Regions from separate parts of the Mus musculus genome. Here all the other regions are linked to region 3. A link is a contact called in public HiChIP or PLAC-seq data. All regions are on one chromosome and are shown on one strand. Each heading gives the region's core, a stretch centred on a gene start, on an enhancer-like site or on the middle of the called end of the contact. The rest is flanking DNA. Distances are from core to core; before and after follow the strand shown. Region 1 has its middle 38 kb from the start of Gm572. Region 2 has its middle 22 kb from the start of Gm32897. Region 3 holds the start of Pex14 (peroxisomal biogenesis factor 14). Region 4 has its middle 13 kb from the start of Gm42350. Region 5 overlaps Gm572 (predicted gene 572). Region 6 holds the start of Rbp7 (retinol binding protein 7, cellular).

Region 1 (4,557 bases), core at 1,574-4,073, 420 kb after region 3:
TGGCCCCGTGACCCCAGCAGAATCCTTCCAGGCCTCTGACTTCCAGAGACTGAGTAGGGTAGACATGGACTTTGGTCTGAGGAGCCTGGTCTGTAGTAACAGGCAGTTCAGGGGTCATGCTATGGCCAGGCCAGCTCCCCAGCTTCTGCCAGTCTCCTCTGCTGTCTCACTTGGTGTCCAGAGGCCTGGATGCTTGGCTGTGCAGGAAGTCCCTGGAGCCCCAGCTCACCCTCCTGACCAGACAGGATGAGCCTCTCTGCCAGGGGCTGTGGAGATGGCTCAGGTCAGTAAAAAGGAGGGGAACCTAAAGAGATGGCACAGTGGTTAAGAGCTCACAGGTTGGTCTCCCAAAGGACCCAAGTTCAATCCCTAGCACCCACAGCAGGTGCCTTATAGCTTACTGCTTTAACTCCACATCCAGTTTATCTGATGCCTCTGGCCTCCACCGACACCTGCATTCACGCACATATATGTGCATGCTTACGTGTGTGTGTGTGTGTGTGTGTGTATGTGTGTGTGTGTGTGTGTGTGTGTGTGAGAGAGAGAGAGAGAGAGAGAGAGTCAGTGAATCTGTCTCCACTAACCACAGGAGCTGACGGTAGATTCAATCGTCATCTCTGCCATTTCTCAGCTGAGTCCACTCCAACCCACCCTATAGGGCCACTTAGGGGAAAGCGGTCAGCGAAAAATGCCAGGTGTGTGGGGAGCTCCCCAGGGGAACTGCCCACCAGTGCTTCTCACATTATTGAGCAGGGCAGAGTTAGAGCAGTAGTCTGGGATGCTAGGTCCTGCTGGCACAGCCAGAGTCTGGGGCTGGCCTCACAAGCCTGCGGCTTGGGTTCTCTGTCTCGCTAAGTGGCCCCTCTCTTAGCCCAGGGGGGTTGGTCTTGGGAAAGACAAGCTGGTCAGGGGTCTTTTCAGACTCTGGTGCTCCAGTTTGGGGGGGCTCAATCTGCCTCCTTCGTAGATTCTTGATTTAGTGGCCAAAGAAAGACACTCAAGCACTGCCAGTTTTGAGGATGCATACCCCGGATACACTCTGGGCGGACACGCACTCATGCCCCCTGTATTCCACACACACATAAATGCAGACACCCTTCTGGGACACACACCACAGGCCACTTGGCAGCCACCCCCAGCCCCCAGCTTCTCTAGAGTCCTCCCTCTGTTACATAAACTCCCCGTGCCCTCCAGTGTCCCCCGCAATCACTTACCTAATATTAGGATATTAAAAAATATGGCAAGATTTTAAGAGACTTATTAAAATGCAATTAGCAGCATGTTCGACCTAAGCAGGGAGATTATTTTTAAAAATGACTTGATTGTGCGGAATACCACGCACCTTCCTGAGGCCGTAAACCTGCCAATCACACACACTCAGAAAGGAGATTTCCCTGCTGCCTTTGCCCTTCAGGATTTTCTCGCGCCCCCACCCTCCCCACCGCCGCCCCGGGACTATGAAGGTGGTGCCCCCAAAACCTACAAACTCTGCCCATTTGCACGTAGTTACACTAAGACTATCTGAAAGACCCCATTGGGAGGAAATCAATGGGTTAGTCAAGTCCAAAGATAAACTTGTCGAAGCTTAAGAAGACAGCCAGAGAGTGGGCAAGACAGGGGAGGGAAACCCTACCCCACCTTATGGGGAACTGTTCTTTGATAGGAAAAGGCTGAAGAGAAAAGCTGAAAGGAGGAGGAAGACTTCCTAGGGAGAGAGTTACCGCTGACCTCTTCTGAGGGTTGTACCCCAGAGGCCCCCCCACCCCTAAGCCCCCAACCCTTGTAGCAGCCCCAGGTCAGGCTGGAACAGTGTGTTATGCTGCCCCCTGCTGGCTGCTCTTTACATTGCAGCTCCACTTTTAACTGGAGACCCAGCTTCAGGCTCTGGGGTCCAGTGTCAGCCATTCTCCATCTAGAAGGGCCACGAGGACCGCCGCCCACGACCCCACCACCACCTTTAACCAAGATCTCTCCCAGGCAGGACTCGGATCTACAGAGAAGCATGCACTGGTGTCGTGGGGAACTCTGCGGTGAGTTCCCATGCAGCCCCGCCCTGGCTGGAGGAGTTTATCAAATGTGCTTTCTGCTTCCTGGCATTAGGCTCCCCTGGCACTTTTATTCCAGCCATAAAAAGGCTATTTCATTGAGAAATAAAGTCCCATCTCCCTGACGTGTAACTCCTTTCAGAGCTCTTACTCAACTGCCAGGCAAAATTTATGCTTCCTGGATGCTCTCTCTTGTGATTGCAACTGGAAATTGGGCAGAAAGCTGGAAGGCAGATCTCCTTCCTGGCCAATAGGACCTGGGTTTGTTTCTTTGGTCTAAAGGAATTCTGAAGACTCAAGGTGTGCTGGAAGGATTCCTTGCCTAAGAATATGAAGACCTTGAGTTACTATTTTCCAGCTATCTATGTGACCTTGGATCAGGCTGTGAGCCTCAGTTTCTGCATCCATAAAATGGAAACAATCGTTTCTTTCTTCCTCAAAGGGGTGGTCCTGCTTACAGTGGGCAGATGGTGGTGGCAAGACTTTGAAACAGAATGTAGCCTTTATTTTAGAGGCAAAGGAGTTCTTTGACTTAGGGAGTACCAGTCTCCTCTCTCTCTCTCTCTCTCTCTCTCTCTCTCTCTCTCTCTCTCTCTCTCTCTCTCTCTCTCTCTCTCTCTCTCTCTCTCTCTCCCTAGCAGTTGTTTTCTTGTGTGCAATGGAGCACCTCCTGAATCCACAGGAAGTCTTGTTAGAATGCAAACTATCAGGCCTCACTGACTGAATTTCTTGATCTGTCATCTGGGGTGTGGTCCAATTCATTCGTTAAGATAATGCAGTGGCCCAGCTAGACTTTGGTAACTGAGGGACATTCCAAGTTTAATAATTTGCATATCTAAACTGAGCAGGGTGGGACTTGGCTGTAATCTCTTTAACTGAGAGAAGGAAAACTGGAAGATCAGAAATTCAAGGTCAGCCTTGGCTACACAGAGGGTTCCAGGGCAGCCTGGGCTACATGACACCCTGTCTCAAAACAAAACAAAAACAAAACCACCCTAGTGATTTGTGTTTCTAGTGAATTCCCAGGGAATGTAGGCATTGCTGGCTGGGGACCTCACTCTGAAGGGCACAGTGCTGGGGTGTGGAATGGCTCACCCTGGGTCTCCAAAGAGGAAAAAGGAGGGCTGGGGAGAGGAGATAGGCCTGAGACATAGTTCAGTTGGTAGGGTTCTTGCCTAGCATGCACGATGCCTCCGGTTCCATGTCCAGCCTTATATGAGTGACATATGGCAAGGCCGTTCATGCCTGTAATCCCAGCACTCGGAAGATAGAGGATCGGGAGTTCGGTTACTCCCTAATCTGGAGAATTACTGAGTTGATAATAAGTACAGTTCCAGTTTAAGTGAGATTCAAATACCCAACAGAGACTTGCAGCCGGCGCTAAAAGGGTATGCCGTGACAGGAAGCCATCACGGGAAGCAGAGGACATCTGAGAGTCCAGGGCCACAGGCTTGGTACTCACAGAGGCAAACCCAGGGATTTTCTGGCTGTGTTGACTGCTGCGCAGGACAGACAAGGAAGAAGTACAGTGTATGTATGCTTACTGGCTGAGACTCTGGGGAGGAGAAGATTAGAACCCAAGGGACCCAAATGATGTCTAATCACATTGAATAGCCTAGACTGGCTAAGACCCCACAACCCCAACCCCACAGAACCCCTTTCCACGATGTCACGGCACACAGATGTGTCAGGCATAAACAGATGCCTGCCTGCAAGACCTGGGAGGTCTCGGCAAGAAAATTAGATGTCCCCAAGGCAGGGACGATGTTCACGAGTATGCCTGCCATAGCCCCAGAATTGGTCATGGGTACCATTCTGGCCCTGGCACATCAAGTGTAGGAGGGGCCATAGAGTCAGTGTTGTTACGTCTTAAAAGAGAACAGGAGTCCTGCATGGAACCCCGAGCACTTTTTAATTAAAGAAGACTTCCCACTTTTGAGAGGGTGAGGAGAGTTAGCTGAGGGGAAAGAAATGGCTGCCTATTGTTTATTCTGCCTGAGAAGAGCATCCAGAGCCCAGGCCAAGCCAGGCCTAGCCTCTTCCTGCCCTGGGAATTGCTGGACCATTCATAGCGATCATTTTATTTTATTTCATTTTATTTTATTTTATTTTATTTTATTTTGATACAGACTTGTTTGTTTGTTTGTTTGTTTGTTTTGGTTTTTCGAGACAGGGTTTCTCTGTATAACCCTGGCTGTCCTGGAACTCACTTTGTAGACCAGACTGGCCTCGAACTCAGAAAAAAATCCGCCTGCCTCTGCCTCCCGAGTGCTGGGATTGAAAGGCGTGTGTCACCATGCCCGGCTTGATATAGTCTTATTTACCTATGTCAAGCTGGTCTTGAATGTGCCATGTAGCTCAAAATGAGCTTGAACTTCCACCTCTGGTGTGCTGGAATTCCAGATGTGTACCACCGCTGTGCTGGGGATCAAAGCCCTGAGCCTCACGCTAGGCGAGTTCTCTGCCTGCTGAGCTCTATCTATCATCACTTGGGGCCTGATGACTTCATTAA
Region 2 (4,864 bases), core at 1,983-4,482, 380 kb after region 3:
CATTTGAACTGACATGTCTCCGAACAAACGCACAAATATTCTCTAAACCCAGGGGAAGCATAGCCCATGAGGAAACACAGAGGAAACTGGAAGCACTGTGATACTAGGGAGACTGGAATAGAAAAATGCCCATAGTGAGCACAGTTGCTGGTGAGGATATGGAGAAACGGAGACCCGTCTACACTTTTTGTAGGAAGCGCCATAGTCCGGCCATGTTGGAAAACTCCCTAGCAATTGTTTAAAATGTTAGGTATGCAGTGATCATGGGCCCCATATTCTAGGGGTAGACTCAGGAGGGAGAAACAGATAGTAAGAGGCTAGCCAGGTGTGGTGGGATACGCCTTCAATCCCAGCACTCGGGAGGCAGAGGCAGGCAGATCTCTGAGTTCCAGGACAGCCAGGGCTACACAGAGAAACCCTGTGTGGACAAACCTAAGTAAGTAAAAGATTGCTAAGATGATGGCTCAGTAGGTACAGGCGCTTGCTGTCAAGACTGACGCCTGTATTCCATCCCCAGAAACTACATGGTGGAAGGAAAGAACTGGCTCCTGCAAACTGTCCTCTGACCTCTGAATGGACACTGTAGCATACACACACACACACACACACACACACACACACACACACACACACACACACACACACACTAGCGTGCACACGGGAAGCTCACGCATCAGTGCGTTATTCATAAGAGACGAGGGATAGACACAAGGAACACCCCAAATCCCCACAGCTGAGGAATGGCTGAGGAAATGAGGAATAGCCACACAATGAACCACGATTCAAACTGTGAAAAATTCAATCCTGGAGCCAAGAAACGGCTCAGAGGTGAGTGTGCTTGCACACACAAATGAACACCTGAGTTCAAGTGCCTAGCACACCATGTGAAAAGCCAACTGGACCCCCATGTCACCTCTAACCCCAGCCTTCTGGGGAGCAGAGACAGTGGATCACTGTTGCTTGCTGGTCACCTGTGTGTACATTTATTTCATTTAGAGACTTTGTTTCAAGAGATTAAGAGGAAGGCTGGCGGGGCAGGAAGGAAGGAAGGCATTTTCCCCTGCCTCCTCGCCCATGAGAGCAGCCGTATGCACCAATGCACACAGGCTCCATACACCACACGCACATGCATACCCAGGAAAAAGAAAAGAGTGGAATATTGGCAGAAGCTATAATAACCATGAACCTTGAGCTGCAAGAGACCACACAGCATATGATCCCGCGTTCATCTCCAGTACAGATAATGCCATAGCGATGGAAATAGTATGGTTGCCAGGGTCTGGGGACACCAAAGAGAACGAGTGTTTGCTTGAGGTTACAGAGTTTCCAGCAAGGGTAGAGCAAAGCGCTAAAGCTGGTTGGTGACACTTGCAGGGCTCTGAAGATAATGGAAATCCTGGGACAGAAAGCCCTCCAAAGGTAAAGTATGCTGGGTACATTGCTGTGTAAACTGTAAATTGTCACGGGGGTTTTTTATTTAAAAAAGAGAAAATTAAGAGATGCCGTGGTGCTACAAACCGTTAAGACCAAGACTCGGGATGCTGAGACAGGAGGGAGGATGGAGGGTTCCGGGTCAGCCTGAATGATGCTGTGTCAAACAAAAGAAGACAAAAAACTTAACTAGTAACTTGATGCATTGAGAGAGGTGGCCTATGTCTGTAAATCCAGAACTCGGGAGGCAAGAGAAGCAGCAAGGGTTCAGAGCAAGACTCTACTAGGCGGCAAGTTCGAGGCCAGCCTGGGCTACCTGAGACCCTGCTGCAACAACCACAATTTTAAAAGATGGAGAGGATGCTGGGGATACAGCGTGCACCTAGCACACAGGGGGCCCTGGGTTCAACCCTCCCCCCCAATAATACTTTTAAGGTAATTAAGGTGCTGGCATTTCTTCTTCTGTCATTACTGGTCCCCAAAGCGAGTTTCAGTGACAACCCGTCCCCCAGTGAGCAATCTGGGATGAACAAAGAATTCAACATTTAAATGAAACAGGATCCAGCTTCTTGATATTTTTTTTCCCTTTGCCCCAGGCTCCAATATGGCTCTGCTCAACCATTACTGATCTCAGCTTCATTTAAAATTTTGATTTATTTTTGATCACTGAGGATTTTTTTTGCATTAATTTTTCCCTTAATTTTTTTAACTTATGTAGTTATCACATGTACATGTGCGTGTGGTGTGTGTGCCTGAACGAAGGCCTGTGGGCCTGTGTGCGAGTGCACGCGCGGGCCTGTGTGGCCCTGTAAGGTCAGAGGTGCCTGGTATCTTCTGTCAGGTTCCACCTTTTTAAAAAATTAATCTTTAAATTTTTTACTTATTATCACAGCATGGAGGGCGTGGGGTAAATGGGAACAGGTGCCATGGTGCATGTGTGGCAGTGAGCTCTCTCCTTCGGGTGACCCATGGGTTCCATGGATCTACCTCAGGTCCCCAGATTTCCTCCGTGAGTGACTTCACCCAGTGTCTCCATGCTGATCCCACACTCCAATTTATTGGAGTCTCTTGGTGAGCCTGGGGCTCCCCTGGTCTGATGGTCTAGCCTGCTCTGAGGATCATCCGTGCCCACCTGGACTAGCAGGGTGCCAGTACACCTGCCAGCTTTTATGTAGGCTCGAACTCTTTGTTGCAAAGCAAGCGCTTGAGCCTTTGAGCTATCGTCCACCAAGCCTTTTCATTTTAACCTGAAGCATGATTTCCCTTATCCCTCAAGCTCACTTTGTAGCCTCTGAGGACTGACCTTGAATTTAGGACCCTCCTGCCTCTACTCCAGAGCGAGTGCTGGGATTACAGGTGTGCACACCACATCTAATTTATGTGCCATAGAGCTGTGTCTTTGAGCCACATTCCCGGGCCTTAATTTTTACTTGTCTTGATTTCTCTTATGCAGGGGCCACCGTCACCCCTGATGTTTTGCATTGGAGTGTTTCATTCATCCCCCTCCCCGGGTCCCTGCCTTGGGGAAAGAATGAGCACGCTCTGGCCCTAAGCCCCTATCCACTCACCCGGGATTCCCAGGCTCCTAGGAAGCCAGAGGGCGGAGGCAGGTCCGGGGTATCCGAGAGGGAGGAAGGGAGCTTGGAGAGAGGGGTGTGGGCAGGGAGGGGACGGGGCAGCCCGCCGCCTGATGCGTATCGATTTGCGCTCGGGGTCGGCGCGGGGGCACCACTGCTGGCGGGCGGGGCGACCGCACATTAGCGCGGCGGGGGACCGCTCCCCGGAACGGCTGCGGGCACATTAGACTTCCCGGCCTGGGACGGGCGACCCCCGCGGGCGGGGCGAGCTGGCTCCTGCAAGGCGGGCGCTGTGCTGCGGGGACCCACCCAATGAATGGGCCGTGTACAGCTTCACCTCTGGCTCTCCTGCCTCTAGGCCTCTGAGTCTTCCGTCAGGACTGCTTCATTGAGCCAGGCCAGGTCTGGAAACACAGCACACACACACTACCTTCACCACCACCAGGGCTGTCCATTTCTTTTGCTTTTGTGAGACAGAGCAGGCACCCTGAAGCCCAGCCCAGTCTGGCCTGGAACTTGCAGCAGTCTTCCTGCCTCAGCCTCCTGAGTGCTGGGATGGCAAGCTTAATTACCACATCCATCTCTGGTTCCCCCCCCCCTCCTCCCGCCCTCCAGTCAAGGCTTCTCTAATCCCTGGCACTTCTCTGACCTCTGACCTTGGGGTTGCATTTCCACACCCCTTGAACAACTCTTTTAACAGTATTTTTTGCATTCTTGAGAACTAAAGTGAGCCAGCCCTTTGGGAAATCACTCCTGACCCACACATCCCCAGTGTTGGCATGCATACCCTGGCTGATCCAGAAGCCAAGTCAACAAGGCCCATCCACCATCCTTTGGACAGGGAACTCTTGGGCACCTGGGTAGCCAGGCAGTGGGGCAACATCAAGGTTGAATTCTAGTTCTGCTTCTTAAAAGCTGTGTGGCCTTTGGGCAAGTGAATGAACCTCTCTGTAGGTCTGGGGATGTAGCTCAGTGGTTCAGCATCTGCCCAGCAGAACGGGAACCATAATTCCTGCCCCGGCAGAAAATCCTGGGGACTACGGCAAAGAGTCTTGCTGCAAAAGGCCTGAACTCCCCACGGTGGGTGGGGCACACAGCAAGCAGGACATCCTTTGGGGCTACTGTGGTGGTACTGTCGCAGTCTCGTGGGAGGGGGGATTGGGGAGGGGCGGATTGGCAGTGTGGTTTCTGCCATCTCTGGCTAGCCCCTCCCTCTAGGCTCCACCCCACTTACCTCCCAAATAGCAGAATGCGTCACTTCCGGAATCAGAAAGCTTCCTGTGTCCTGCCTCTTTTCCTCCGGCAGGTTCCTTTCTCCTTTATCCACTTCCGCTCCAGCACCCACCTGCTGCTCCTTGACAAATGTCTGGGGAAAGCTCAGCGGGTTGCCTCCTGGTCTCTCTTCTCCAAGCCTCCCTTCATCTTTGTCTACATTCAGGGCAGCCATGACAGCCAGCCAGGGCAGCCATGACAGCCAGCCGTGGCACCCAGGACCCAGGTCTCAGGCCATCGGAAGTCACTGTCTTCCCTTCTTTCCTCCCGTCCTTGAAACAGGGTCTCACTGTGTAGCCCAGGCTAGCCTCAGCCTCCTGGATACCAAGATCAGACTTCTGCCACCATTTCTGACACGTGGGGGCCTTCTGAATCTCCCTGGCCGCCTTCTCCTCCTCCGCCTTCTTGGTCTCCTCTGTCTCTTGCTTGACCTGACTCTAAAGCAAAGGGGAGTCTTCCTTGTTGCCACAGGCAAACCCTAGGGAGCCCTGATTCTTCTCCACATTCCCACGTCCTGCGACCCCACCCCCAATCCCTAGGACCTCATTCTAACCACCAAGCACCCGCGAGCAATTCCCAGATTT
Region 3 (4,227 bases), core at 140-2,639:
CCTGTATAAATTTTTTTTTTTAATTTAAAAAACAAACCAACCAACCAACGGGAACCTTACATAGTCTAGATTGGCCTTGAACTCAGCATATAGCCCATGTGCTGTGGTCACAGTTGTGCACCACTGTACCACGTAGTCATTGTGCTGGAGCCCAGGTTTTATGCATGTGTTACCAACTAAGCTATATCCCCATCTTGAGATGTCAGTTCTAATACAGAGGAGAGGCAGCCTGAGAAAGCACTATTGTGCACATGGATTTCTTATTTATTTATTTGTGGTTGCTGGGATTTGAACTCAGGACCTCTGGAAGAGCAGTCAGTGCTCTTAACCACTGAACCATCTCTCCAGCCCCAACACATGGGTTTCTTAAGACAGAGCTGCAGAACGCATGGTGGCGATCGCCTTTAATCCCAGCACTTGGGAGGCAGAGGCAGGCAAATTTTCGAGGCTAGCCTGGTCTACAGAGTGAGTTCCAGGACAGCCAAGGCTACGACAGAGTTTTGAAAAACCAAAAAAAAAAAAAAAAAAAAAAAAAGAAAAAGAGAGAGAGAGAGCGAGCTGCAGAGTGTTGTTGGAGTTTATGAACGCTTCTGAGAAACAGTAGGTACTTAACGAATACTAGTGTACCGAATGGCTACACTATTTTTTTTTTTTGGCTTTTTTTTTTTTTTTTTTTTTTTTTTCCGAGACAGGGTTTCTCTGTTGTAGCCTTGTCTGTCCTGGAACTCTCTCTATAGACCAGGCTGGCCTCGAACTCAGAAATCCGCCTGCTTCTGCCTCCCAAGTGCTGGGATTAAAGGCGTGCATCACCAGTGCCCGGTCGAATGGCTAAATTTTAACTTACATTTTCATGTGTTTATTAAATAAGTAGTCCCTAAATGTGCCCACGATGTTATGAGAATAGGGAGAGATTTACTTCAAGAATAAAAATGTGTGGCGCACGCCTGTTATCTCAGCACCTCGAGGTGGAGGCAGGAGGATCAGAAGTTCATCTAGGGCTACATAGAAAGTTTGAGGCTACTTTGAATTACGTGAGGCCTTGTCTAGAAAACAAAAACAAACAAGTCTAAACATACAAACATGTAAATTTATTTTAAAAAGAGGGTGAACCTGGTGGGTGATGTGGGGAGAGTAGGGGGAGAAAATTAGGAGTAGATGTGCCTAAACCACAGCGTTTATACATCAACAATGTAAAACAACAACAACAAGAGATATTCTATTTTTTTAAAAAGAATTTGAACTATGGATTTTCCTGTAAACTGCAAGATAACCGGGACACCAGTCTCACTCAATCCTTTTTGCCGGGAACCCGCCCCCATCGACATGCTCGGGACCTTCTACTTTGGTCTAGTCGGGAGAACTAGTGCAAGCGCTCTTGGGAGAAACTTGGGCCAGCGGCGGTCGACTAGTCAGGCCTGAGGAAGATGGCGTCGTCGGAGCAGGCAGAGCAGCCGAACCAGGTGAGGGGAGTGGGACTGCCCCGTCGCGACTGTCAGGGGTCGCGGCTGGGGCGCCGCTGGGCGCGCGGCAGGCAGTGGGGCGGCGACCCTGACGCCTTGAAGCGGAGGACCCCCGATTTAGTGTTTTCTCTGGGCCCCGCCCCTCTCCGGTCCTCCCGGCCCGGCTCCTCCCCCGGTGACCCCGCTCTCACCACAGTCCCGGGTCGGGGTCTCGACCGGGTCTCAGGCCCTGGCTTCCCGCTCGGCGACCCCTCGGAGCCCTCTGGGCTTGGTCAGGAAGGGTGGCGGGCTCCGGTTAGGTCCTCAGCACACAGCTGCAGGGCCCTGCTGGAGGAGAGAGAGGTGGGGAAGGCTCGTTGGTACCCGGCTGTCCCCTGTCGGGAGGGGCCTGGCGACTCCCGCTCCCACGGCCTCAGCCCCCAAAGTGCCAGCATCTGGGGCTTCATTCACCATGGGGCTTTCTTTCCTTTTCAAGTTGGGGCGCCGCTCTGAGGACTCCTTCCCTCCCAGTGCGTTAGTAGAAAGGGGACGTACTTTAAATAACAGACGCCACTGAGCTTTAGCTGAGGATCCAACCCTCGCTTGGCTGGGTTTGGTTGTCTTAGCCAAGGACTCCCCTCCGAGTTCTTCACCTGCAGATTTAACCAAATCCCGCTTCGCTTGTGGGACAGTGAGGGCCACTGTTGATGCTTGGGCTGCCTGGAAGTCGTGCTGATATGGCCTCGGAAGGGGTTTCTAAGCCAAAGGCGGAGTGGGATGTGGAGAGGGTTTTACCACCAGTGTGCTGGCAGGCAGAGGGCAAGTTATGTTTACTTTTGATTTTTTGTTTATTTTTGTGTACATGTGCGCAGCATGGTGCTGGTGGGAGGCAGAGGACAACTTTGCCGGAAACGGTTCCCCCCTCCGTCCGCCATGTGGATCTCAGATGGAACTCAGGTCCTCAGGCTTAGCAGCAACGCCTTTTGCCTGCTCAGCCTTCTCTTTGGCCCCAGGGCAGTGCTGCTTATCTTAAGTCTCTCTTCTCTTAGTAAAGTGCAGAAGTGGGTAGCAAGGTTTTGTAGCGAGCCCTAAATCACGTGCACCGCCGGGCCTTGATTTCAGCTCCCGAAGAAGTGTCTCTGCTCTCTGGCTATCTTATGTTTCAATGTGATTAGGATAGACCTAGGAGGAGCAATATTTTTAGCCTGGGAAGCTCATCATTCATTTGTCAACATCTTGAAGCACCTTAAAGAGTTTTAAACCACTTACAGATATTTCCCTTCCTTCCTAGGCAGAGGACTACTACTTAGAGTCTTACTGCCTTTCTACTTGTGATAAGTCGATTAGGGGGAATCACACTTAAAGGCGCTGGACACTCAGATCAGCCTCTGTTAGTGGTGTGAGTGATTCAGGAGGAATGTGTGTGCTGTAAGGCATGGGAAACAATTAGGACCAACTCTGGACTCTGCAGTGTCTGAAAGAGGGACCTTCCTTTCTTGTGGTATCCCACCTCGCATGCTAAACTGCAGCGAGCCTCAGGGTCTGAATTTTTTTCAAACCTCTGTAGGGATTGAACTGTGTCCACAGTTTCTGGAGGTCCAAGGTCTTTCAGGGTTTGGCCACCTTTGTGTGGGTTGAGCCTGTTTCTCCTTTGCCCTCCTTTCCAGAGCTGACAGATGACATTGCGTCAGAATGTGCTGGAAGCCTGAGGAAAAAGTTGTCCTGTCCTGTCACTATCTAACAATACACTGCAAATACACACTTAAAAAATATGTTATGAATGGGGCTGGAGAGATGGCTCAGTGGCTAAGAGTATTGGCACTGGCTGCTCTCCCAGAGGTCCTGAGTTCAGTTCCCGTGAGCCACATGGTGGCTCACAGCCATCTGTAATGGGATCCGATGAACTCTTCTGGTGTGTGTCTGAAAACAGTGACACTGTACTCATATAAATAAAAATAAATAAATCTATCTACCTACCTATATATGTGTATGTATAATATCTCCCTGTGTAGCCCTGCCTCAGCCTCCTGGATGCTGAGATTACAGACATGCAACTCAGGTCCACTGAGTTCTAGGTTTTTTTTTTGTTTTGTTTTGTTTTGGTTTTTCAAGACAGGGTTTCTCTGTATAGCCCTGGCTGTCCTGGAACTCACTCTGTAGACCAGGCTGGCCTCGAACTCAGAAATGCCAGCCTCTGCCTCCCAAGTGCTGGGGTTAAAGGTTTGCGCCACCACTCTTGGCTGAAGAGGGCTTCTTGACACACACACACACACACACACACACACACACACACACACACACACACATCCCTGTGGAATCAGAGTTACAGACTTGGTGAAACCCATGCAGAGGCTGGGAAGCAAGCCTGAGGCCTTGGAAGAGGAACCGGTGCTCTTAAGTGCTCTTTGTGTGTGAGGCAGCCTCTCTCTCGGAACCCGGAGTTCATGGATTTGGCTAGACTGGCCGGCCAGTGAGGCCCAGCAGGCCTCCTATCTTTGCCTCTCCAGTGCTGGGATTACAGGCATGTGTCTCTGCTCGAGTTTTATGTCGGTTCTAGGGGTTGAAGTCGGGTCCTCATGTTTATGCAGGACTTACCTCCTGATCCATCTCTCCAGTCACCATAAATCTACTTACAATGTTTTTCTTTCTTTCTTTCTTTCTTTCTTTCTCTCTTTCTTTCTTTCTTTCTTTCTTTCTTTCTTTCTTTCTTTCTTTCTTTCTTTCTTTCTTTCTTTCTTTCCTTCCTTCCTTCCTTCCTTCCTTCCTTCCTTCCTTCCTTCCTTCCTTC
Region 4 (4,831 bases), core at 2,133-4,632, 330 kb after region 3:
TCTCCCTGGGATTTATCACCGTGTGTGATGAGCCAGGCTGAAATCTTCCAAAGAACAATGACCGTGTGTGTTATCAGTGACCCCTCCTCCACCGCAGAATTGTGACCACAGCACAGAGGCAGGACATTTCCACAAACCCTTAGCACCACACATCAGAAGGCCCCCAGCAACCTCAAGGTAGGCAGAGACCCACATAGAAGGGGAATAGCCCATCTAAGCCCTGGGTTAGAAGGACTTCACTCTAGAAGAGGACGCTCAGGAGGGCCTTCCCCATCTCCTGGCATCTGCAAGATGAATTCATATGTAGACACCTACATTGCCTGCTCTGCTCTGAGTACCATGGGTCAGGCCCACCACAGGGTGGGAAAGCCATCTCTTTCTGGGCACGGTACTCAGGGCCTTTCCCAACCCAGCCCAACTGCTTTTTGTATCAGAAATAAACACATGTTAATAAAAGGTGATGATGCCAGGTGACGGGCGCTGCACGCCCACTGTGTGAGGTCATCTCCCATAGACTGTTACCTCATCTAGCCCCGGCTTGATTGACATGTTCATCCTCAGTTTAAGGTCGGTGACAAAAAAAACTAATATGTCTTAGGATGGAGCCGAGACCTGGGCCCAGGTGACTCTCCTTCTAGGCAAACTCTAATCTTAGAGGACCTTGGCAGCTCTCTCCCTGAGGTCCCTGAGCCAACGCCAATTTACCCTTTCAGATTCTCCCAAACGTTTTCTCAGTGATGGCTGTCATCTGGTAGAGGGCTTGCCTAATATGCCCCACACGAACTGGGCATGGCAGCTCCCCCTGTAATCCCAGCCCTGGGAAGACAGAAGCAGGAGGACCAGGAGTCTGAGATCATCCACAGCCACATGTTTGAGGCCAGCCTGGCCCATATACAGCTCTGTCTCAACGGGGAGAGATAAATGGCTAAAAGGTGTCTGCTGCACAAACCTAACAACCTGAGTTCGAATCCCTGAGATTTTTGCAGAATCTGGACACTATGGTGCATGTCTGTAACTCCAGCAATCCTTCAGTGAGGCTAGAGACAGGGGTTGACGAATTCCCCCAAAAGCTAGCAGGCCAGTGAGCCTGGGGCACCCAGCTGCGCTGGTTAGTTTTTATGTAACCATAGAGTCACCTTGGAAGAGGGAAGCTCAATTGAGGAACTTCCCAGATCAGATGGGCCTGTGGCCACTGCTGTGAAAGAGTATCTTGACTTATGACTGATGGGGAAGGGCCAAGCCCACTGTGGGTGGCACCATCCCCAGGCAGGTGGGTCTGGGTTGTGTAAGAAAGCTAACTGGGTACAAGCCAGATAACCGGCCAGGACACAGCACTTCCTGGACTCTGCTTCAGTTCCTGCGTGAGCTCGCTGACTTCTCTCGGTGATGGACTGTGACCTGGAAGTACAAGCTGAAGCAAGCCCTCTCCAGAGCTCTTTATCACAGCAACAGTGATAAAGCAAACGCCAGTGCAGCAGAGAGACCCTGCCTGCCTCAAAAGCAAAGGTGGACTGGGCAGTGGTGGCACACACCTTTAATACCAGTACTCAGGAGCCAGAGGCAGGTGGATTTCTGAGTTCGAGGCCAGCCTGGTCTACAGAGTGAGTTCCAGGACAGCCAGGGCTACAAATAGAAACCCTGTCTTAAAAAAAAAAAAAAAAAGCAAAGCAAAGGTGGAAAGCTGGCAGAGACGTTCTGCCTAACCACTTAGTTCAGTTCCCAGAACTCATATGGGTGAGAGGACTCCCAAAAGTTGTTCTGTGACCTAAAAAGATGTCACAGCATGCACATACTTGAACACACACACACACACTAAAAATTTAAAAGCCATAAAGGACCCAAGGTTATCACTGCATCATTCATTCATTCAACTCATTCATTCATTCTTTCACATGCCTTTGCTGAGCACCCACTATGCTGAGTACTGTCTTCTGTTATCCTCCAGGGGTCCCTAAGTCCCAGTGACCCCCGAGAGATGGAAGCTGGGTCAGGGAAAGAGGGGGCGCTCCACCTAGTATCGTGCATCTCCACTCCCTCTGATCAGTCATGCTTCCTAATTCAATAAGGTGAGAAGGAGTATAATTTGATCATATTTGTTTTGCACCACTGCAAAAACAGAAAATGAAGGGCTGCACAGCCGCGCCGATTTACTTCATCCGACCTTGATTAAAAGAAAATTAATTGTCGCATCTCTCAGGATATCACAGGCAGCAGCCAATGGCTCTCCAGGACACCACAAAGAGAGAGAAAGAGCGGCGCTTCGTGCCCTTTTCTCTAGCCATTTGCAGTCAGGCACAGGGGAGCTAGGACTGGGGGGCGAGGCTTATTGCAGGTTGTTGAGACCGGAACCGGACCCCTGAACTCATCCTTTCCTCTCTCACTAGCTCTGGACTGCATCCACTCCCACCTGCTGCCCGGCGCTGGTACTCCACCCCCAGAGCCCTCCACGGAAGCTCCCCCAAACCCTTAGAGCTCCCTCTTCCCTAAGACTGGCAGGTGTCCCACAAAGAAACCCCAAGAAGACACTCTCAAAGAATCAGGACCCCTCCAGCTGCGTCCTCACTCTTTCAGCCCAGCCTGGCTCCTGAGAGAAATAGGGAAGGAGGGGGCTTGGCGCTGCCCGGGGTGAGCCGGGGCGGGGTGTCACTGGGGAGAGAGCTCATGAAAAGTTAATGCCCCCTTGCAGGTTGTTGATTTTTGTTTGTTTTTCTCTTTTTGCCAGAAGAGAAGCCTCTTTCATTAGCCCAGACTGTCATTACCCGGCATTAAATTTTCATAGAGCGGGGCGGGAGGCCGGGCAAGGGGAGGCAGGCAGGGGGGCAGCCAGGGCTCTGGGCGGGCCTGTGGGGCTGAGCCCAGCTCCCCGAGGTCCCTGCCTGCATACTGCAAGTCTGAATTGTAGTAACTGCTTTTCCCCATCGCTCAGTGTGGCTTTTGATCTTCCAGCTGCTCATTTTGGTGGCTTCTTCTCTTATTCCCATTTTACAGTCAAGAAATTGAGGGTGCACCCCCTCCCTCTATCGGGGCTGAAATCGTAAGTGGAAGAGGGGACAAAGCGTCCCCCTTCATTCTGGCAAACGGAGATACAAACTGTGATTGGGGTACTTAACCCCCCCCCCCCACACACACACACCGTGAGAGCACGAGGGACCTGGAACTCCTTAGCCCAACTCCAGGAGGCTGGTAGGCAGTTCTGCTCAGCCAGGCTAGGATCGCCATGCTTGTGGGCCCTGCGACCCGCCAGGCAGGTGTCAAGACCATCACAATGGTGCACCTGGTGTGGGCACCAGGCCTGCCCATTCAGCAGGGAACAATCACGGCTAGGCTGCCTCTGGCACAGAGGCCTCCAGGGGCTGTGAACCGAGGGCAGTGAGCAGATGGGCCTCCGGGTGTCAGGTTTCCAGTCTAGGGTAGGGAGCAGGATCTCTAGAGGGGCAGAGGGGAACAGCCAGGCTTCTCCCAGGCCCGCGGCCCCTCCCCTCCCTGCCTCTGGTCCCAGAGTAGGTGGGCATACTGACTGCCTACCACCTCCTAGAGAGGGACACAGAACCTAGCTGGGACTGAGGTTGCCAGGGGGAGATGCCTGTGTGCTTCTCAGCTGGGGGATCATACAAAGGCTGGACTCTATAGCCATCCGGGTTCCAACTACTCCCGAGAACTCTCTGTTTGTCCCCTCCCACGCCCCCCCCCCCCGCCGCTGTAGTCAAAGGGGGCTACAGCTTGAGAAAAGTGGGCAGTCTCAGAAGAGACCAAGCATGCCAGGCAGAGGGGCCAACAGGTAGGTGGTAAAGAGTCCTGCCTTGTGGGTGCTGCTGTTGGGACTAGAATGAGGTGGTACACTCAGCATAGGGTGTTCACACTGCCCACATGTCATTCGAGTGGGTTTCCAGTAGCCTCTGGGAATACCACTTTACAGTGAGAAGTTCTGCCTTGTGACAGTTCTGCCCTCCTGTCCTGGGAACCTTCTGGGTGCCTTCTAGGGGGCTGTTGGGTGTCTATTTCCTTCACCCTGACAGTAGTTTATCCTTCATCAGAAAGTAGGGCAGAGACACTGGAGAAGGAACATGTCCCCTCACCAGCTATGCTCTGCCCAGCTGAGTCCTACTAACTCTGACCTTGACCTCAAAGCACCAGGGATCTGTGGGGTTGGAAATGGGAGACCTGAGAATGGATGGGAGAGAGTCCTAGCCGCTTGTGTTACAGAGAGGAAACTGAGGCCCGGAGAAGGTTATATCATCCCTGACCCGAGTGTTTGCAGCCATGCAGTGGGAATGGGGCCCAAATGAGCGTAGAGAGCCAATCACTGCCCTGTCAAGGACAGAGGTGGTGATGAAGTCCTTGTGTCCACACTCCCAGACCAAGGCCTAAGAACACAGTCACAGAGATTATGTTGGAAGTCTGTGTGGGAACTTCCTAATGTCCAGCACACCCCGCAACACACCCCACTCCACCCCCTGCCGATGGAAAGCAGTTCTCAGGAGTGTGTGAGGGAGCCCATGGTATCTTGTTTAGAGGAAAAGAACGTGAGGCTTGCTGGAAAGGGTGGCTGTTCACTTCCACGCCACTGCTGTAACTGCATATTGGGGGCGATGAGATATCACGTAGCCTGGGACCTGTGGGTCCTGCACGATATCTGGGTTCAAGCGCAGGCTTTGTCTCTTCCTAGAGCACCACCCCAGGCATTTGAATTATTGCCCATGCCTGAGTTCAGTCATCTATAAATAGGAAGAGTAATGACCAAAGGCCTGACTTCATGGAGTTGGTAGGAAGACTTGGCAAGACTGTCCTAAAGGCCTCTCCACCTGGCATGGGAGAGGGGCCCAAGGTCGTC
Region 5 (4,778 bases), core at 1,026-3,525, 450 kb after region 3:
ACACAATAAATTAATTTGTAAAAAGTGGGAGCTGGTGAGATGGCTCAGCAAGGAACAGTCCTTGCCACCCAAACATATTATCCTGTCAGCCCGAGTTAGATTCCCAGATCCCATAGGCCTTAGGTTTCCATTGCTGTGATAAACGGCCTGACCAAAGGAAGCTTGAGGGGTGGGGAGGGTTTATTTCAGCCCACAGGTAGCATCCATCATAAAGAGAAGACAAAGCAGGAGCCGCATGCAGGCGCCCAAGCAGGGGCCATGGAGGGCGGGCGCTGCTTACCAGCTTGCTCCCCATGGCTTGCTCAGCCTGCTTTCTTATACCGCTCAGGAGCAACGCCTAGGGGATGACACTGCCCACAGTAGACTGTTCCCTCCTATGTCAATCAAGAATCAAGAAAGTGCCAGGTGTTGTAATGCCTTTAATCCTAGCACTCAGGAGGCAGAGGCAGGTGAACCTCTGTGAGTTCTGGGCCAGCCAGGATTATATGATGAGACCGTCTCAAAAACTAACAACAACCCAAATAAAAGCCCTACACAACTTTGTGGCTAGAAAGATGGCTCAGGGGGCTGGTGAGATGGCTCAGTGGGTAAGAGCACCCGACTGCTCTTCCGAAGTTCAAATCCCAGCAACCACATGGTGGCTCACAACCATCCTTAACAAGATCTGACTCCTTCTTCTGGAGTGTCTGAAGACAGCTACAATGTACTTACATATAGTAAATAAATAAATCTAAAAAAAAAAAAAAAAAAAAAAAGAAAGATGGCTCAGCAGTTAGGAGCACTGATTGCTCTTCCAGAGGTCCTGAGTTCAAATCCCAGCAACCACATGGTGGCTCACAACCATTTGTAATGGGATCCGATGCCCTCTTCTGGTGTGTCTGAAGGCAGCTACAGTATATATATATATATATATATATATATATATATATATATATATATATATATATATAAATTCTTTTTTATTATTTTATGTATATGAGTACATTGTTGCTATACAGATGGTGTGAGCATCATGTGGTTGCTGGGAATAGAACTCTGGACCTCTGCTCGCTCCGGGCCCCACTCATTCCAGCCCAAAGATTTATTTATTTATTATGTAAGTACACTGTAGCTGTGTACACAGATGGCTCACAACCATCCGTAATAAGATCTGATGCCCTCTTCTGGTGTGTCTGAAGACAGCTACAGTGTGCGTAGATATAATAATAAATAAATCTTTTTTTTTTTAAAAAAGGAGGGAGTTGGGTGGAGGATCACAACACAGGGCTTGAACCAGAATAAACGTTCAGCAAACATGTGCTACTCTTGTTGTATCTTTTGTGTGGTGAGTGACTGACAATGGAGACCCCAGGACTCAACTGGTTTGAGGAAGTCTGGGCTCTACTAGTCTTTGCCAGGAGATTGATGATAAGTCCCTCACTCCTCTGCACTCTAATGTAAAAATGAGTTAGTGATCCTGGTGCAGTGGTGCACACCTTTAATCCCAGCACTTGAGAGTCAAGAGGCCAGGAGATTTCTTCAAGTTCAAAGCTAGCCTGTCTATATAACAAGTTCCAGGCCAGACAAAGCTGTATATTGAGACCCTGTACCAAAAAACAAAACAAGCTAGGCAGTGGCACACACCTTTGATCCCAGTACTCAGAAGGCAGAGGTAGGCAGATCTCTGAGGCCAGCCTGGTCTGCATCAGAGAGAGTTCCAAAAGGACAGCAGGGGCAACAGAGAAACCTTGTCTTGAAAAAAGCAAAAATCAAACAACAAAGGTCTGGCAATGGTGGCGCACACCTTTAATCCCAGCACTCAGGAGGCAGAGGCAGGCGGATTTCTGAGTTCAAGGCCAGCGTGATCTACATAGTGAGCCCAGGACAGCCAGGGCTACACAGAGAAACCGTGTCTCAAAACAAACAAACAAACAGCAAAGGTGAAAACAACAAACTGTGTTGCCGCCAAGTCTCCCTGCCAGGCCTGGTGCAGAGCCTGTGCCAGATACTTCAAAACAAGTGCTGCCATCCATGTGAGGAAGCCTGGTCCTGCCTCTGGCACCAGCTGCCCTGAGAATCCCAGCACTTGGGCGGCCATCCAGGCCGGTGTGCTGGCTACAGATGCCTTCTGCCTTCCATGTAAGCATGGCAAGTTGTCCGTCTGAGGAGAGGGGACCGCCCAAAGCCTGTTGTGAACCAGAAAAGCTTGATTGATTTACCTGTCAGAGCTCCATGCGCTGGGCGAGGCCTGTCCTTGTTTGACCTGACAGGGAGGATCCATGGGAACACAGCAGGCTGAATGCAAGCCAGACAGATGGCCCTGCAAGGAAGAGCGAAGGGCATGGAGCAGGTGCCCAGCCCAGCAGGGCTGCCTCGGCTGTCTTCATACAGCCGGGCAATTATATCTCATTTTTGGTTCTGTTTTCTTTTCATTTTTTCTTGCTTTTATTGTTGTTGTGTTGTGTTGTGTTTTAAGACAGTGTGCTAATCTTAACCTCGCTATACAGCCCAGGCTAGCCTCTAACTTGGAATCCCTCCTGCCTTTGCCTACCAAATACCCAGATTACAGGTGCGCAGCATCTCCATTACAGCTCATCTAGTCAATTATATTTATGTATATATGGATTTTATTATTTTTTTATTTTTGCTCTGCTACGGGGTCAAATCCAGGGCATCAGAATGCTAAGCAAGCACTCTACCGCTGAATTACACCCTAGCCCCAGAGATATATTGTTTGCATGCCTACCATGGGCAGTAGCCAAGACTTGGACCAAGCAGCAAAGACAAAGAAAGAAATGAATAGTGGAATCTTCCATAGCAAGCAAGCACCAAAGAAGAAACAGGGATGAGAGGCAGGGACGGGAACTGGGGATGCTGAGGGAGGATACTTCCCAGGACATCAATGTAAAAAAAGGGTTTCCGAAAAGGCAACATTGTGATACAGATTTTACAATGAATCCACGTTAAGGATTAAGTCATTATTGATGAGGGAGCCCTGCAGATTTACAGCCAGTTTAAAGGAGAGAGAGAAAAAAGAAAAGAAAAAAGGAGGAGGAGGAGAACAAGAAGAAGAGGAGGAAGAGGAAGAGGAAGAGGAGGAAGAGGAGGAGGAGGAAGAGGAAGAGGAGGAGGAGGAGGAGGAGGAAGAGGAAGAAGAAGAAGAAGAAGAAGAAGAAGAAGAAGAAGAAGAAGAAGAAGAAGAAGAAGAAGAAGAAGAAGAAGAAGAAGAAGGTGGTTTTGTTCTAGAATCCAGGATGTTGGGATGAATTTGCTGACAGACTGACAGACTGACAGACTGACAGACAGACAGACTGCCACAAAGGGAGGCAGAAGTTCTGAATGAACATCCCTGTCACACACACCAACCCTTTGACAAGAATCCTTCCCACACCTCAGGGTTCTCCACAGCTTAAAGAACCACACAGTGTTAGACAGACGACTCCATCATTAAGTACACGATATTCGGGGAAAGCCAGCCTAGGTGAAGTGCACCCCTAATCCCTGCACCGGGGAAGCAGAGTCATGTGGTTCCTAGGGGCTCCCTGGCTAGCTCATCTGTCTGGATTGGTGAGCTTTAGGCTCAGTGAGAGAGCCTGTCTAAAAAAAAAAAAAAGTAAGATGGAGCCAGCACGGTGGTCACATCTTCAATCACATAGCTGGGATTCAGAAGCAGGTGGACCTCTGTGAGTTCAAGACCAGCCTGGTCTACATAGTGAGTTCCAGGACAGCTGGGGCTACATAGTGAGACCCTATCTCAAAACACCAGCAATAATAATAACAATAATAATATTAACGTGAAGGTATTGACGAGATGGATCAAAAAAAAGTAATAAGAAATAAGGTGGAGAGGGGGCTGGAGAGATGGTTCAGAGGTTAAGAGCACTAGCTGTGGAAACAGGTCCTGAATTCAATTCCCAGCAACCACATGGTGGCTCATAGCCATCTATAGTGAGATCTGGTGCCCTCTTCTGGCCTGCAGGAGTACATGCAGACAGAATGCTGTATGCATAATAAGTAAATAAGTCTAAAAAAATAATAAGGTGGAGATCAATAAAGAATGACACTTTTGTCTACCTCTAGCCTGTACACACACACACAGACACACGAGCATGCATGCCCCCCCATTTTTGTACATGTGTGCCTCCCTTGACAAGGTGAATACACACAAACATGTAAACACACGTATAACACATAAATAGTAAATACAAATAATAAGATATCACAAACTAGGCTGAGACACAGAGAAAATGTCTGCACTAAGCAAGCCATTTCCATTGGACATGGGCAATAATTGTCAAAATCTTAGGGACTGTAAGGTGGCTCATTGGGGAAAGGTTCTTGCCACCAAGACTGGTAACCAGAGTTGGATCCCTGGAACCCACATGGTGGAAGGAGAAAACCGACTTCACAAAATTGCCCTCTGACCCACACGTATGTCGTAGCACATGGGTATGTGGGCATGCACTTCAAAATAAATAAATGTTAAATGTAAATAACTCTCGTTGCCTATTGCAAAGTTCCCGTGTCAGATAAAACATCGCCGAGCTGTGGTATTTGAGCAGAGATGAGGTATCAAAGAATTCTGAGCTTCGATCCAGGGAGGTGCATTCCAGCCAAAGAGGCAGCAGGTGCGGGACCATAGGTGCGTGGAACGAGTTTGACGAATTTGAAGAATTACATAAAAATGTCAGTGGACAGAGGGACAAAGAACCAAACACTAGACAGATGGTTGGGTAGGTCACTCCAGAGCCAGAGGGACTGGGGTTTGGCCATAAAGTAGACAGAAGTTCTGGAGAACC
Region 6 (4,657 bases), core at 1,433-3,932, 360 kb before region 3:
GAAAAGACGACCAGATTCTGGGCATTGCAGGGTGCCCTCCAGTACATCAACCTCAAGCAACACGTGGTGCATCTTCCTCAAAAATGTCTCGTCGTGCTCATAGCCTTCAGTCGGCTCTTTGGGTACCTCGGCCAAGTTTAAGGTGTCCGCTGCCTGCACAAGCGCCGCCCACTCCACTTTGGGGATCATCCGCGCCACGAACTCCGGGTTGAACTCCACGGGGTTGATGCGGACCTCAGTGGCCTGCAGGCGCAGCGGGAAGCCACGCGTGCCCACGCCCCGCACATGGGAGCTTAGGAGATTGTGGGTGAGCAGTTTCATGTTGTCACAGCGGAGCGCGTGAGGCCGGAACCGGAAGGCGTAGCTACTGTTCTTTATGCGTCCTGTTCCAGACTCCAGAAATTTGGGCAGAGTTCACAGTTATGGATCCCTCAAAGGTCAAGGAATGTCTATGCCATTTGGTGTAAGAGATTCAAACGCTCTTTCTGAGCAAGTTGATCCCACCTTGGCTTCTCAATACAAAGGGCATTTCTCCCTTGGAAAAGGTCACATTCAGTCAGTCAGTCAGTCAGTCAGTCAGTCAGTCAAGCATTTATTGAGCATTTGCTGGGCAGAGTGCAAGACCCGGGGACACTGTCATGGTAAATGACGTGAACCCACAGTCATGCCTTTCAGTCAACAAACAGGGAAATGGACGAGGCATGGACTAGGAGAGGGAGAGGGAGATGGAGACAGAGAGGGAGAAGACATAAAACATATGCAAATTATAAACAGGTTTTTGGGGTTTTTTTGTTTTTTGTTTTTTTGTTTGTTTGATTGATTTGGTTTTATTTGGTTTTTCAAAACAGGATTTCTCTGTGCAGTTCTGGTCATCCCGGAACTCATTCTGTAGATCAGGCTGGCCTTGAACTCAGAAATCTGCCTGCTTCTTCCTCCTGAGTGCTAGGATCAAAGATATGTGCCACAACAGCCAACCTGAAAAAAAAAAGTTAACAAAGTTGTGAGTTTTTGTCAGTGCTAGCTGTGTCACCATGGGTGTCCATGATGCCTGTTAACTGATGTGGAAGGACCCTGTACCGTTGGCAGAGTTTAGGTCTTGGAGTGTGTGACAGGAGACATGAGTGGGCCCAGCACAGGCAGGCATTTCTGCTTTTGACTGTGGATGTCTGATAGCTTCACGTGCCTGTGACCCTGGCTTCCCTGCAAGGCTGGACCATAACTTGGAATGGTGAGTTAAAACAATCCCTTCCCCGATAAGTGGCTTTTGTATGAGTATTTCATCACAGCAACAGGTAACAAAACTAAGACCCACCCGCTTGCTTTTACGGTGCAGACACAGAGCCCAGGGCCTCAGTGCAAGCTCTCTGTCACTGAGCTGCGTCTCCAGCCTGGTTTCCAGTTTCCTTCTTTTGAATTTTGAAAGGTTTAGGACTCTGGTGGAAGTGATGTCACCTAACTTCTGAGATCGCTTTGTAGGACACAGGGCAGCACCTTTGTGGTTCTCTTGGGACTCTTAGAGAACTCAACCTCCATGCTATCTGGGATCCCTAACAGTCCATAAAGAGCCTATAGCTTACCAGACCCAGCCCTCAGCTCTTTTTTTTTTTTTTTTTTAAGATTTATTTCTTTATTTCATGTGTGTGAGTACACTGTAGCTGTCTTCAGACACACCAGAAGAGGGTGTCAGATCCCATTACAGATGGTTGTGAGCCACCATGTGGTTGCTGGAAATTGAACTCAGGACCTCTGGAAGAGCAGTCAGTACTCTTAACCACTGAGCCATCTCTCCAACCCCTGGCCCTCAATTTTCAAGTGTGGACAGATTTCCAGCTAACACACAGTCAAGTCTGACCAGCTGGTCTAACCTGAGCAGGGTAAAAGAAATGAGTTCCTGGGCTAAAGAGATGGCTCAGCGGTTAAGAGCACTGACTGCTCTTCCAAAGGTCCTGAGTTCAAACCCCAGCAACCACATGGTGGCTCACAACCATCTGAATCAAGACCTGATTCCCTCTTCTGGTGTTTGAAGGCAGCTACAGTGTACTTACATATAATAAATAAAATAAATCTTAAAAAAAAAAAAAAAGAGCTGGGCGTGGTGGCACATGCCTTTAATCCCAGCACTCGGGTGGCAGAGGCAGGTGGATTTCTGAGTTTGAGGCCAGCCTGGTCTACAAAGTGAGCTCCAGGACAGCCAGGGCTATACAGAGAAACCCTGTCTTGAAACCCCCCCCCAAATAAATGAGTTCCTATTTATTAGGATGGCTAGGTGCTGCATATACATTGATGTATGTGTGGGCATGCGTGTGTAAATCAGAGAACAGCTGGTTTTAAACATTTATGTTGACCCAGTCAGTATTTGATGCTGGGAGCTGAAAGCCATTCGTTTAGTTATTAACATCTAAGAATAAGGGATGACCTGGGTCACACCCTGGGCTCAGAGGTGTTTAAAGTTAAACTAAAGGAGGGAGTCACAAGGGAAACAGAGGTTGCCAAGGTAGGGTGGGGCAGGAGAAGGGATGGAGCCAGGAGTACGTGGGAAAGGAAGGAAGGAGGGATAGCCAGGGCTCCACACCCCCAGCTTCCCTGTCCCCTCCTGCAGTCCCCTTGGGCTCCATCCTGGCTCCGCCCTCGCCCCATTGACAATATAGGGCACCACTGCCTGTGACTCTTGGGCTTTGGCTGCGGACAGACACCAAACCATGCCAGCAGACCTCAGCGGTACCTGGAATCTTCTCAGCAGCGACAACTTCGAGGGCTACATGCTGGCCCTGGGTAGGACTTAGGGTTGTGCAGCTAGGGGGAGCTAAGGTTGGGGAGCAAGGCCTCGGGCCTCCGGGATTGAGTGAAGACAGTTTGTCCTGTGTGTTCCAGGTCCTTCTGTCCCCTGTGGGTTATGTTCTCGCTGGTCAGCTCCTGTCCTTGTCCCAGAGTCTCTGCTGCTCTGTCTTTCTTCTGACCCCCTTGTCTCGTCTGTCACTCATCCCATCTGTCGGTACCTCTCTGCGTTCCTCGAATCTCAGGTGCTTATGTACCCCTGCCTATCCAAATCTGCGTGGATATGTGGGATACGGTTGGGAGCGGCTGGGGCTCCTAGGGGCAGGGCGGGTCCTGGCACTGGAAACCAGGCAAACAGCAGCTGCAGTCTGCGTGAGAATTCAATTTCCCCGCCAGAGCTGAGCCCGCTTGGCTAATGGCCAGTGTTCGGAGTTCAAGGCTACTCCTGCAGATGAACCGGCAGAGTCAGCCTGAGCTGCCCATGTGTGTGGCGAGAGAGCAGTGCCCCACACCCTGAACCCTGTGGCCTCCAGTGCATGGGTCCACGAGAGAGGGTCTGATCACTGACCCTGCTTCCTAAAAGACTCTCGGTATGGCGCTGACCGGGCAACTTGCTCTGGCTCTATGGATTTGACAGATTTGGGCAACTATTCCTGCATGCAGAGCATCCTTGCCAGGGCTTGTATTGGGATTTATTTGTTCGGGTTTTTTTGTTTGTCTGTTTTGAGATAAGGTCTCACGTTGTAGGTCAAGCTGGCCTGGACCTCACTTTGTAGACCAGGCTGGTCTCAGACTTCAGGAAATCCTCCTTTCTCAGTTTCCCAAGTATAGAGATTAGAGACCTAAGCTACCATATCTTGCTGTACTGGGTACTTGAAAAACTTCCTTCAAGTACATAGAACAGACTTCAAAACCCCAGTAAGTAAAAGCAATTAAAAAAAAAATCATCCTTCTTTAGCGGCTAGAGAGGTGGCTTAGTCATGCACATGGCAGCGCACAACCATCTGAATGCCCTGTTTACAGGGAATGCGATGCCCTCTTCTGGCCTCTCTGGGCACTGCATACATGTGGTGCACAGATATGCCTGCAGGTAAAATTTATACAAGTTCTCGTGAGTCAAGTATGGTGGTGCACACCTATGATCCAATATTTGGAAGTGGAGGGAAGAAGATCAGAAGTGTAATGTCACCTTTGCCTGTATAAGTTCAAAGACAGCATGTGTTATGTAAAATCCTGCTTTAAAACCAGCTGCTCTCTGAGTTACACACGCATGCCCACGCATACATCAATGTAAATGATTAAAATAAAAAATATATATAATAAGAACAATAACTTTGCAGGTATTGACTTTGCAACTCGTAAGATTGCCAAGTTGCTGAAGCCACAGAAAGTGATTGAGCAAAATGGGGACTCCTTCACCATCCAGACGTGCAGCAGCCTCAGGAACTACCTTGTAAAATTCAAAGTTGGAGAAGAGTTTGAGGAGGATAACAAAGGCCTGGATAACAGAAAATGCACGGTAAGGGCTTAGGCAGCAGCTAAGGGCTAGGGCTCTCACTTAGCCAGCATGAGGCCCAGGGAAGATTACTAGCACCTTAGAAAAAGAAAAACGAAAGAACATAGGCTTGGGGCTGGAGAAACAGCTCATCAGCTAAGAGCATTTGGGCTCTTGTAGAGAATGGAGAGTTTAATTCCCAGCACCCACATGGTGGCTCACAACCACCTGTAACTGCAATTCCAAGGACCTCTGTGGGCACCAGCCATGCACATAGTACACATACATGCATGGAGGCAACACATAAAATTTTAAAAGATCAAAATGTAACCTAGGCTGCAGATCTCAGTTAGCGCTTCACTCAGTCCACCCGGTAATGTTTAAGGA

The links. HiChIP or PLAC-seq counts read pairs in DNA pulled down with a chosen protein or histone mark.
Region 1: an H3K4me3 HiChIP or PLAC-seq map of embryonic stem cells shows a contact between it and region 3, with 5 times the contacts expected there. The contact joins the enhancer-like site here to the promoter of Pex14 in region 3. A contact is called at or near these places in 20 of 39 promoter capture datasets (the 3T3-L1 cell line, the C10 cell line, the HPC-7 cell line and 11 more), 1 of 484 Hi-C or Micro-C datasets (uterus), 21 of 115 datasets of contacts at active chromatin or transcription factors (SST interneurons, astrocytes, bone marrow-derived macrophages and 12 more) and 4 of 9 other capture datasets (adipose tissue, embryonic stem cells, liver and 1 more).
Region 2: an H3K4me3 HiChIP or PLAC-seq map of embryonic stem cells shows a contact between it and region 3, with 18 read pairs. The contact joins the enhancer-like site here to the promoter of Pex14 in region 3. A contact is called at or near these places in 18 of 39 promoter capture datasets (the 3T3-L1 cell line, the C10 cell line, the HPC-7 cell line and 13 more), 3 of 484 Hi-C or Micro-C datasets (bone marrow-derived macrophages and embryonic stem cells), 24 of 115 datasets of contacts at active chromatin or transcription factors (the 230-238 cell line, the SCID.adh cell line, acute myeloid leukemia and 15 more) and 4 of 9 other capture datasets (adipose tissue, embryonic stem cells, liver and 1 more).
Region 4: a contact with region 3 is called in an H3K4me3 HiChIP or PLAC-seq map of craniofacial prominence, with 3 times the contacts expected there. The contact joins the enhancer-like site here to the promoter of Pex14 in region 3. A contact is called at or near these places in 6 of 39 promoter capture datasets (the 3T3-L1 cell line, cranial neural crest, embryonic stem cells and 2 more), 13 of 115 datasets of contacts at active chromatin or transcription factors (the NIH/3T3 cell line, astrocytes, bone marrow-derived macrophages and 8 more) and 3 of 9 other capture datasets (adipose tissue, liver and macrophages).
Region 5: an H3K27ac HiChIP or PLAC-seq map of embryonic stem cells shows a contact between it and region 3, with 6 read pairs. The contact joins the enhancer-like site here to the promoter of Pex14 in region 3. A contact is called at or near these places in 20 of 39 promoter capture datasets (the 3T3-L1 cell line, 3T3-L1-derived adipocytes, the C10 cell line and 13 more), 20 of 115 datasets of contacts at active chromatin or transcription factors (the SCID.adh cell line, SST interneurons, T-cell acute lymphoblastic leukemia and 13 more) and 3 of 9 other capture datasets (adipose tissue, embryonic stem cells and liver).
Region 6: a contact with region 3 is called in an H3K4me3 HiChIP or PLAC-seq map of craniofacial prominence, with 4 times the contacts expected there. The contact joins the promoter of Rbp7 here to the promoter of Pex14 in region 3. A contact is called at or near these places in 4 of 39 promoter capture datasets (the C10 cell line, hematopoietic stem and progenitor cells, hippocampal neurons and 1 more), 2 of 115 datasets of contacts at active chromatin or transcription factors (craniofacial prominence and embryonic stem cells) and 1 of 9 other capture datasets (liver).

What each region holds. Positions count from the first base shown.
Region 1 is chr4:148,679,002-148,683,558 of GRCm38.p6, reverse strand. No RefSeq gene overlaps it. Among named protein-coding and RNA genes, the nearest start is that of Gm572, 38 kb to the right of the region's middle. Within about 2 kb of position 2,823, at least 35 of the 459 cell types and tissues checked have an H3K27ac peak or open chromatin away from gene starts, as enhancers often do. A contact at or near this core is called in embryonic stem cells, where this site is marked.
Region 2 is chr4:148,722,824-148,727,687 of GRCm38.p6, reverse strand. No RefSeq gene overlaps it. Among named protein-coding and RNA genes, the nearest start is that of Gm32897, 22 kb to the left of the region's middle. Within about 2 kb of position 3,232, at least 33 of the 459 cell types and tissues checked have an H3K27ac peak or open chromatin away from gene starts, as enhancers often do. A contact at or near this core is called in craniofacial prominence, embryonic stem cells and trophoblast stem cells, where this site is marked.
Region 3 is chr4:149,097,005-149,101,231 of GRCm38.p6, reverse strand. It overlaps Pex14 (peroxisomal biogenesis factor 14), which reads left to right and starts at 1,389. Exons shown (of 9, transcript NM_019781.3): 1 at 1,389-1,460. The coding sequence starts at 1,425. It overlaps Gm46722 (a long non-coding RNA gene), which reads right to left and starts at 3,245. Exons shown (of 3, transcript XR_003955172.1): 1 at 2,093-3,245; 2 at 1,652-1,787; 3 at 1,454-1,555.
Region 4 is chr4:148,769,297-148,774,127 of GRCm38.p6, reverse strand. No RefSeq gene overlaps it. Among named protein-coding and RNA genes, the nearest start is that of Gm42350, 13 kb to the left of the region's middle. Within about 2 kb of position 3,382, at least 33 of the 459 cell types and tissues checked have an H3K27ac peak or open chromatin away from gene starts, as enhancers often do. A contact at or near this core is called in craniofacial prominence, where this site is marked.
Region 5 is chr4:148,648,663-148,653,440 of GRCm38.p6, reverse strand. It overlaps Gm572 (predicted gene 572), which reads right to left. Exons shown (of 12, transcript NM_001368835.1): 2 at 2,199-2,299. Among named protein-coding and RNA genes, the nearest start is that of Gm572, 7.7 kb to the right of the region's middle. Within about 2 kb of position 2,275, at least 25 of the 459 cell types and tissues checked have an H3K27ac peak or open chromatin away from gene starts, as enhancers often do. A contact at or near this core is called in embryonic stem cells, where this site is marked.
Region 6 is chr4:149,452,993-149,457,649 of GRCm38.p6, reverse strand. Rbp7 (retinol binding protein 7, cellular) reads left to right here and starts at 2,682. Exons shown (of 4, transcript NM_022020.2): 1 at 2,682-2,772; 2 at 4,116-4,294. The coding sequence starts at 2,700. It also overlaps the pseudogene Trmt112-ps2.